Linked DNA regions of Mus musculus: region 2 is linked to region 1. Evidence: chromatin contacts called from public HiChIP or PLAC-seq data. All regions are on one chromosome and are shown on one strand. The core of a region is the stretch at or near the end of the contact, and the rest is flanking DNA. Distances in the headings are between cores, read along the strand shown. Region 1 has its middle 100 kb from the start of Gm26901. Region 2 holds the start of Sntg1 (syntrophin, gamma 1).

What was found. HiChIP or PLAC-seq counts read pairs in DNA pulled down with a chosen protein or histone mark.
Region 2: a contact with region 1 is called in an H3K27ac HiChIP or PLAC-seq map of embryonic stem cells, with 8 times the contacts expected there. The contact joins the promoter of Sntg1 here to the enhancer-like site in region 1. A contact is called at or near these places in 2 of 39 promoter capture datasets (cranial neural crest and hippocampal neurons) and 3 of 115 datasets of contacts at active chromatin or transcription factors (VIP interneurons, embryonic stem cells and epiblast stem cells).

Annotation. Positions count from the first base shown.
Region 1 is chr1:7,499,953-7,505,282 of GRCm38.p6, reverse strand. No RefSeq gene overlaps it. Among named protein-coding and RNA genes, the nearest start is that of Gm26901, 100 kb to the right of the region's middle. Within about 2 kb of position 2,727, at least 16 of the 459 cell types and tissues checked have an H3K27ac peak or open chromatin away from gene starts, as enhancers often do. A contact at or near this core is called in embryonic stem cells, where this site is marked.
Region 2 is chr1:9,297,385-9,302,714 of GRCm38.p6, reverse strand. Sntg1 (syntrophin, gamma 1) reads left to right here and starts at 2,838. Exons shown (of 20, transcript NM_001290393.1): 1 at 2,838-4,582.

The DNA.
Region 1 (5,330 bases), core at 1,478-3,977:
TGTATTTGCTTTCATTTGTTCTAGAGCTTTCATGTGTGTTGTCAAGTTTCTAGTGTAAGCTCTCTTCATTTTCTTTTTGGAAGCACTTAGAGTGATGAGTTTTCCTTTTAGCCTTACTTTCATTGTGTCCCACAAGTTTTGGTATGTGTCTTAATTTTCATTACATTCTAAAAAGCCTTTACTTTCTTTCTTTATTTCTTCCTTGACCAAGTTATCATTGAGTAGTGCATTGTTCAACTTCCATGTGTATGTGTGCTTTCCATTGTTTTTGTTGTTATTTAAGACCTATTATCCATAGGTTTTGTCTTTTCCTTATGTGCTGGTTTTCATGGATATTTTGAGTTAGGTGCTTTTTGCATTTTGAATTTTCTTTGATTGTTGTGTCAATGTTTTCTATGGTATCTTCTGCACCTGAAATTCGCACTTCTCTCTTGTATTCTGTTGATTTTGCTTGCATCTATGACTCCTGATCTCTTCTAGGTGTTCTATTTCCAGGGTTGTCTCCCTTTGTGATTTCTTTATTTTTTCTATTTCCATTTTTAGATCTTGGATTGTGTTTTCATGTAATTCTTTAAGGGATTTTTGTATTTCCTCTTTAAGGGTTTCACCTGTTTACCTGTTCTCCTATATTTCCTTAAGGGAGTTATTTATGTCCTTCTTGAAGTCCTCTAGCATCATCATAAGAAGTGATGGTAGATCCAAGTCTTGCTTTTCTGGTGTGATGGTGTATCCAGGACTTCCTATGGTGGGAGAATTGGGTTGTGATAATGGCAAGTATTCTTTGTTTCTTTTGATTATGTTCTTATGCTTGCCTCCCACCATCTGATTATCTCTACTGCTACCTGACCTCACTATATCTGACTGGAGCCTGTTTTTCCTATGTTTCTTTTTGTGTCAGAACTCCTCAGAGTTCAGTTGTCTCTGTGATCCTGTGATTCTGGGATCCTGTGATCCTGAAATCCTGGGTGTGTCAGAGCTTCTAGAAGTCAAGTTGCCTCTGGGACCCTGAGATCCTGGTGTGACCACGCTCCTGGGATTCTGGGATACTGGGCATGTTAGAATGTCTGGGAGTGAAGCATTCTAACAGTGCCTCTGTTAGAATGCCTGGGTGTTGTTGGACTGGTTTCATATTTAGCACCCAAGGTCTTCTCAGGGAACCTTTGATTCTATGATCCTTGGCATTTTAGAGCACCTGAGAGTGAAACTTTTTCTGGGTATTATAGGACTGGCTGTGGAGTTTGTGCACAAGGTCTGCTCAGGGCACTGGCTCAGACCAGAAGGATCAGGTGGAGTTCCTAGGTGCCTAGGTCCTGCTGGTCCTAGTTACTCCCAGTATTTGGGCAGATGTTGTGTCCTCCTCAGCTCTGATCCTATCATCCTGGGTGTATTAGAGAGCCTGGAACTTCCTCTGGGTGTTGTGTGACTGACTATAGAGTTCATGCCCAAGGTCTTAAGGTGGTGAATAAACCTTGTAGAAGGACAATATGTTTTGTGTATGTGTTTAGAGCTATGGTAAAATCTAGAGAAGTGAAGGTAGTTCTCATAGGTGCTTTTAGTCTTAGGACCCTGACTAGAGATAGTTTACACCCAGGACATGAAAGAAAGGATTTGAGAAAAGCAGTTCTCTCCCACTATCTGGGAATGCTTTGGCGAAAAGGAAGGAAAAATGAACGTAAGCTGTTTCAGAGCTCTCCTAGGGACAGGAGGAGGTTGATTGATGTCCTGCCTCCTCTCTGGCTCCTACTGGAGAAATGCTTGGTTCTGGATCTGTTATTGTTTAGTCATGTTGAAATTACTTTGATTCTTCCACGGTATTTAATGTAAGTTGTATTGATTGTACACTTTCCAATTGTGTTAATATATTGAAACCTGGCATGACTGTTATGGTGGTCTATCAACCAGCTTTGTTTTATTGTCTGTAAGTATTACAGGACCTGCTATTCTGTAAGAAACTTGCAGGTACTGGAAGAAGAGATGTCAGGAACTTTTCAATAACCCCATGTGGAGTGCCTGGAATGGAATTCTGCCCTACCTTTTCCCCTTTCTTAACCCAGTGCTTGGCTTACTAATTCTATCAGTAGGACCTTTTGTTTTTAAGAGAATTATGGCCTTTATGAAGGGACAAATAGATGCAATTAAGGCCCAAACCTTGGAGATCTATTACCATTTGCTGGCAGTGTCAGATCTGGGAGATGATTTTGATGACATTCTTACAAATGGCCCTTAAAATAACCCAACTCATGCTTTGCCCTTCACCTCTCCAGTGTGATGGACTGGCTAGCCGGTGATGGGCTACTGAGAGGAGAAAGCTGCCCTTAGTGTGAATGGCAACTTAAGACATGGAACCCTGCTAAGTTGATGGAGACCCCTCTACAATGAGTAAAACCATTCTGTGCGTGACTGTCCTTGCAAACTCTCTGATCTAAGACAGGCACAGTCCCCTTGGAATCTCTAGGGTCAAGCTGATTAAGACTCTGTAAGTACACCTTGTTTCTGTATACAAAAATAGGAGGACCTGTTTGGGCCCAGAAGCCACTGGCATCTCCTCCCCCTCCATCTTGTCCCTGGGTATCATCTAACACTCTTCTGCTTCTTCCACTTTCTTGCTTCCATTCTGTAATTGACTCCGGACATTTTACAATGAGGGCACTCCTTTCCCTTTACAATGAAGGCATTCCTTTCCTTTTACAATGAGGGCACTCCTTTCTGTACCTTTTACAATGAGGGCATTCCTTTCCAGACATTTTACAATGAGAATATTCCTTTGATGTTAATGTGTTACCTAGCACCGGTCTGGCCTGTGTACCTGAGCAAATACTATCTGAAGTTTTCAGCTTTTTAAACACTCCATTTCCCAAGAGAAAATGAGGCTTGAACAGGATTTTTGTCTTGTCTCCTTCCTTTGTGTTTTCTGATCCCAAATTTGTTGTTGCAGCTCCCTTTCCTCAAGAACCCTGTTGTTTAAGTCCTACAGGTCAGGGCTTGTATGAGTATGTATGTGGTATCTATTTGTATGTGCTATGTATGGTATGTATGTGTGCATATGTGTATAGTAGGCATGTGCATTTGTAATATATATATTCTTATATATCATTGGTATGTACGTAGTATGTATGTGTGTGCAGAATGCATATGTATGTGCTAGGTATGTGTGTGTGTGTGTACATGGAATGTAGATATAAATGAATGTATATAGTATGTACATGTTTGTAGCATGTAGACAGATGTGTATGTGTCTGGTAGGCATGTGTGTATACAGCATATAAATATGTGTGTGTGGTATTGATGTGTGTATCCATGTAATATATGTGTGTAAGAATACGTGTATATTGTATGTATATGTGTGCATGTGGTATGTGTGTATATGTATATATGTGTGTGTGTATGCATATATATGTATGTGTGCCTGTTTTATGTATGTGTATATGTGTGGTATGTATGGATATATGTGATCTTTATGTGTGTATATCTATATGTATGTGTGCATTTACAGAAACTACCATGTCAGCTCTCAAAGCAAAGAGCAGATATTTTAAGCATATAAAATGCACATATACCTTCACATGACTTGCATTTACCAGAATTATAATGCTGTCATTTCAACATTAAGCAAATAATTCTTGCTAATCACAGAAAGAAAATAGACACATGCACACAGAAAATGTAAATACTTAAGAATTACAAAATAGCTATTTAAATCTAGGTAAGTTTCTCCCCAAGTTTTTCTGTCCTGCCTCAGTCTGTGTAAATTTCTAACAGCTAATGCAGATGCTTCTTGAATTACTATCAGGCTACATTTGTGCAATCCCTAAATAAGATGAAAATATTTCAAGTCAAAAATGTATTTCCTTTATCTAAAAGTTTAGAAGACTAACATCAGCCAATAGTTCTAAGACTATGACATAAAGTCATTAATATAAGGTACGCATATGATTACCTACTTGACAGAAAGCAGGAAATATCTGGTGTCACAACCATAGCAAATATTACTAGTCTTCTCCAAAATCAGAATTTGAAATACGATTTCTACTGAATATGCATGGCTCTCATACCAACGTGAAGTTAAACCCATTAAATCATGCTACTACATGCCAAAGAATTCCTGTATATTTGCATATTTTTATTTTCTATATTCTTGTTTAGTACATTCTATCTGAGATATTATAACTATCCATATAGTTATACTAGGTATGATTATATACCAGTGATATTCAAGCTATAATTTGATTACCTATTTAGTCATTGAAAGGAAATAAAACTGTAATTCATGTAATGTATGTCAAATAGCCCAAAGAGTTGTTTGTGAGCTTTGAAACCTGGGGCTGAGAACATAGCAGAACAGACCAGGACATGCCCGGGCAGGCCCATCGCCTCCCTATCTCCCACCCCTCTGACCTAAGTTAAATGTTACAGGCTGCTGATGTTTAAATGGACCAATCATGTGAAACCGCGCCAATTCCTCCCCCAGCCCCACTCCTTTTCTATAAAAATCCCTAGCTTCCAAGCCTCGTGGTCGAATCCACTGTCTCCTGTGTGAGATACGTTTCAACCCGGAGCTCCGCCATTAAAATACCTCTTGTTGTTACATCAAGGTGTTGTGTTCTATTCGTGATTCTTGGGTGCACGCCGAATCGGGAGCTGAGTGGGGGTTTCCCCACTGAGTTCTTTCATCATCAAATTGCTCTTTCACAGGATCACCTAATATAAGAAAACACAGATACTTATGATTCATAAAAGTATCAATGTTAGTTATGAATTGAAGATTTACAGGATTACAAAACTACATATATGAGCAATGAAAATAACCTCATGTTCTCACAACATGAGAAACTATATTAAAATATCACAGCATTAGGAACAGTGAGAACCACTGTTCTATATTCTCAGCAAAAAAAAAAAGTTTCATCATGAATACAAATTTAAGTAACAAAAGCAAATCTACACAGGATGATTCAGGGTATAAAGTTAACAAATTTTCAAAATAACTTTACAAATTTGCTAAAATCTTAGGATAGTCTGCCTCTTCTTTTCTAGTCTCTCCTCTCCTCATTACCCATCTTTGTTCTCAACCAGATACTTAAAATTCAGCATATATATATATATATATATATATATGCACAAATATAAAAACCCATGACCCAGAAATGAAAGAAATGAAGTTATATAATTTTTCATTTTTTAAGTAACAGCATTAAACCTGTAAAAACTGTCAGGTAAAGTTTATTTTAATTACATTTATCTAACTCAATATATCAAAATAACTATTATCTTTATTTATTTTAGTATAAAAGCTATAACTATAAACCTTGTGTTCAGAAATATTTATAGTC
Region 2 (5,330 bases), core at 1,589-4,088, 1.8 Mb before region 1:
TAGCATATGCAGTATGCTAATTCTGTGAACTAGGTGTCATTATTTCCATTTTAGAATAAAGAACACAGTTGACAAAACTGCTCCATCAGTAAAGTGCCCATCATACAAGCCCAAGGACAAAAATCTATCTGCATATATCTACATAAAAAGATAGGCATTGCAATATGTACCTTAATCCCACCACCAGGAAGGCAGAGACAGGAGGATCCCTGGTGCACATGGGCCAACCAATCTATTTGAATAGGTAAGGTCCAGGCTCAGTGGAAGTCTCAAAATATGATGAGAGCGATACAGAAGGGCTGCATGTCTATTTTTGGTCTCTGCACACACTCTTGCACACACATGTAAATGTGTACTTGCACACACACACACACACACACACACACACACACACACACACACACACGAATACATCCTATTAGATCAGGTATGATGGAGGTGTCATGGAAATATAAGATGGCAGATAGTGATAGCCAGAAGCAGAATTGTTCATCTAGTCCAAAACACTTAAGAGATGGAGGCTCTCTTTGGAAGTAGGGAGGGGGCATGTGGTAGTGTGTGTGTGTGTGTGTGTGTGTGTGTGTGTGTGTGTGTGGTGTTGGGGGTCTTGGAGTTTTATAGGATGAAATGAGGGGGAATTTGGAGGTGGAAGAGTACCTGTGCAGGTCAGTTCCCCTGCAGTCTTAGAGGCGGGTGCTAGCAGGTTTGATGTGTGGATCTCCTTACCTGAGGCTTCAGTGGGTGATATTGGTCAAGTCAGCTTTCTTGTCTGGAGTGTCTCAGTTCACACGAGGCTTTTAGTTAACTTACTCACCATACACCAACAACAATAAAACTAAATGAAGAAACAAACTAAACAGTTTAAGCAACTTTTCTAAGTGGCAGAAAAGAAAATTCTTTCTCAAGTGAGTCAGCCATCAGAATCACTTAAGAGAAAACATAAAAACAAAGTGGTGTGGGATGGGATCTCATGGATGTTGCTAGTGGCTGTTTAGGTGACTACTTTTCTTCTGCTCCATTCTATCCACAAACAAGAAGCAAACTGGACTGAGTTTTGTACTTAGTCAATGTGAGGCATCTGCCTTTATCTGAAACCAATTGTGCTCAGTGCTACAAGCACAAGCACACATGAAGCCCCAAGCACACATGAAGCCTCAACAAAGAATATCTTCAACAAAGAATAGCTGAGCTGATTAAAGTCACCCCCCCCCGACCAGTTCTTACACAGAAAATGAGCAAAGACTGTGCCCCCTAGCACCACTTCGTTAGGAAGTCCTCAGAACACATCAAGATAGTTGTTTCATTTCAGACATACTTGCCTATAGGTATTTTTAGTTGTATTTGATACAATAAAAAGAAACAGAGTAGAATTCAACTGAAGGCACTGAAACTTTAAATTGAACACTACCTAATTTTTTATATTGAGTGTTGACTAGGTCAGTTGAGGACTCTGGTCACTGCCTGTTTTTCATAGGTTGTTGTGCTAACTTACCTTCTGTATTCTATTTATACATTCTATATAAGAACATTTAGAAAATAAAAGTAACCTTTAAGAATAAAAGTGATTTAAATGATTTTTTGGACAAATCTTATCCAACAGAAAATTTACTTAAAATAGCTCTTCAGTTCACCTCAGACTATCTGTCCCTGTTTTATTTATACTTTATTTATTTACACTTCATTTATATACATTTGTAGCATCCGGTGATACACTTCATCATCTTTGTCCCACAATGCTTTGAACAGGTTGACTAGGAGGAATGTGCTACAGGTTTGTTTCTTCACAAAAAAAGACATCAAACTGTCATAATCAGCTAGTCTGACAGTTCAAATTAATCAACCCTTTCTTTTTTCTTGGTGGCAAGAGAGGGTGGCAGGAGAGAGGGAGGAGGGGAGGATGGAGAGGGAGGCTCTGTTATTAGCATGAATCTGTGCTCTACAAAGGGAAATCTCTCCCTGTGGTTGGATAATGAAGCGCATATGTTTTCAATTAGCAACATCTCGGTGCTTCACTTAAAGGCTTTTATTTGCTGTGCTAATTTCCTGTATGATTCATGTTTCTACATGTACAAAGAAAATGATTCAAACAATTACGTGAATCAATTGAAACAAGCATGCAAAACAGCAAAGAAAACCCATTTATTTTCAGGGGTTGGCCACAACAGGCAAACACAGCCTTTAAACAAGCCATTTTCATTCTCTAACCAAAAATAGGGCAACTACTTTAACTTATTTGGAGAAAGACGTATTTGTTTGCATGGATAACAGAAACACATGTTTGCATTGGTAGAACGAAGTGGGAAACGTAATTTACAATAATACTGGAGAATTTATTTCTCCAGGAACCGGAAAACAAAGCAGCTCTTTTAAAATTAGCTCCTAGTGCTAAATTGCATCTTATGTAGTGTTATCTCAGAGTGCTGAAGCGCATCATCAACTAGGCAACCTTTGGACTCCAAAATTCAGATGTGGAGAAAGTGGATGCGAGCCTGGTCCCTTGAGCTTTTTCTGTGAGGGGTAGCTCCACAAAGCATCCCGAAACGAGGGCGACACTTACTGGGGGCCTCTTCTAGCGCGAGCCAGGGGGTGCAGCTAATGCAAGGAATGGCCCCAGACCAGGGAAAGGAGGGTTCGTGCTGGAGGAAGGATGCTCAGTGCACTTCTCCAGAACTCCTTAGTTTCCCCCAGGGCAGTCGCCAGGCCTTTGGCGGTGCTGTCGCCTCCCGCATCCACCCTACAGCCCAGTGAACTGCGTAAAATGCGGGCGCCGCAGCTCCGGCCATAGGGGCGCGGAAACCCAGCGGGAGACGCTCGTGCAATCACTCCACGACTTTCCCAGTGCAGCCGGAGGTGGATAGGAGCGAGCACCCAGCAGCACTGCGTGCCCACGCGTTGTCCCTGCGCTAAGCCTGCACGCCCCCCTCGGTCGGAACAAACTCCGGGTGCACAAGTCTGCGCTGCACAAGTTCTTCAGCTGGAGCTGGGCGCTTACCCAGGTTGGCGTTTGTGGGGCGCTCTTCAGCCTTACCACAGTCACTCAGAGCTCCGCAAAGACGCCGTGTTAAGCAGATTGCCCCATTCTCACTCTGTGTATTTCAGTTCCCCCATCTCACTCCATTCGTGCCTGCACCAGTTGCCTTGTGTGGGCGGCGGAACCTCGGCGGCCTCCTACAGGGCCACCTTCTCGAACCCGCGTCCAATTCCACCGCAAGCTTCTCTACTGGAAGCCACCAGAAGCCTGACCGCGGAGCTAAGTAACCCGGGGGACGTCTCGGTCCGGTGCCTAGGCCTTGCTGGAGCCTTTTAGGGATAACAGCCCTGCCTACCTGATCCACTACCCTCATCCAGTCTTTTGTGCGGCGACACGCCCCCGCCCCTGCGGGAACCCGGGCTGTAGGCGGTGGGAGGGCGGGAGCTGGAACCCAACCTCCCTGTCCCTGCTGTCCCTGTCTGGGGCTCCCGGCCACGGCTAAGCTCTTCGCGGCGATACAGCCTCTCGGAAACAAAGGTATCCCTAGCCTTTTCCTGGCCCTTTCACGGTTTCTGCATTTTCTGACAAGAGTCTGTCTGTGTATCTGGGAACTGAGCATCCTTACTCTGTCATCTCGGAATTCCATCTAGAGCTCCGAAAATGTGAACGTGTCCGCGCCCTGGTTAGGAAGCAAGATCGCAGGGGGACCTCCAAAATAGCCCTTCTCATCTTATGTAATTAAGGACCCACGAGCTTCCCAAAAGCACCTCTACAGTCTCCACAGTGCTCAGCTTCTCTCCTCCTCCCCCTTCTCTCCCCTGTCTCTTTCTCTCTGTCCCCCGTCCCTGTGCGCGCTTGTGCGCGCGCCCGTGTTCGTGCGTTCTTTTTTCATTTCTACCATTAGGAAACCTACTCAGAGCCGCTGTGAACTTAGAAGAGGCTCAGCATTTGTTTCCCACGGATTTCTGCCTCTCCGGAAACGTTGCCAGCGTATACACATAAGGGTATCAAGATGGAGAGACCATTAATCCCCAAGAAATGAAACACGGCGGAGAAACGGCAAAGCTAGAAGTCTGGAAGAGGCCTTAGCAGGAGTATAGGGTCTGGAGTAGACTAAGGGGTCCTGGTTCCCCTCGCTTCAGCACCGGAAGGGATGGACAGCGTCTCCCAGCTGCGTGGCTGCCTGGGAGACCCAACTGTGTTGCTGCTGCTGCCTCTGCTGCTGTCCTCCTGGCCACAGTCATCTACAAGAGCTCTTAGCAGCTAAAAGGCGGTGCCTCTGGTCCCCTTCCTTGATGGACGAAAACCAGCCCTCCTCATCCTCTACCACTCATATCAACCTAGTTAAACTCTAGGCAGCAACTTCAAGAAAAATTTCTATACAGGACTCCGGGGAATGCAGGCAGAAGAGTGGAGTTGAAGTTCTTAGAAGCACCAAAGAACCATGGGCGTTGCAGTAGGAATTGAAATTCTCAAAGGCCCAGAGTTTTTAAAATAAGAACGTCCCTGAGTGGATTGCAGCTGTTGTGGAGACAGCTTTGTGAGAGGTCAGAGATACTAAAACCCCAACATTAAAGAAGCTGAGAAGACGTCAATTCCTCTGCTCAGCAGGTATGTGATAATACTATTACATCTGTGTTTCACCACACACTAATGACTTTGCAAGGTTTAACAGAAAAGATACAAAGATGCTGAGAATTAAGGAAAATGAGTACTTCTGGTTGTTTAAAAGTAATAATTCCTAGATTAGTATCTTAGAAAATCTCTTCCTTGATAAATTAGTCTGGAATTTTACTTTTCTGGAATCTCTTGACAGAGGTGACAACAATATGTAGTTGGCTTACATTAGTATAGCAAACTTTTACTTGGACATTTTCTTCTTGCTTAACTAATAGCTTTGGGGATCTCTGTGTATCTTATTGTTTTCTTTAAAACTAATGTGCACTGGTGTTTGGCGATCATACATATTTAGCTAAAAGCGACTCTGGTTGTGTTATATTGCATCTGAAATATATATTTGAAATTTAAATATATCAAAAAGTTGGAAATGGCTCAATCACCTCTTGTAATATTCTAAATGGTTATATTTTGTTAAAATGTTTAAGGCACAAAATATGTACGCATCAATATCTGATCCCTTTTGTAATCAGAGTCCCCAAGTGTAGCTAGACCTTAGACTTATCAACAGATATCTCAAGGCAGGAAGTGAGCAGCTTCCTTGTGCGTCTGTAAGAGAGTAGGGTTCCTTCAGTATTCTGACTGATTAGTTCTACAAAACCTATTTGTTTCTGAAATCAAGTGATAGAGACTAATCAGTTACTAATAGACCATAAACCTTAACATGATAATTAATTTTTCT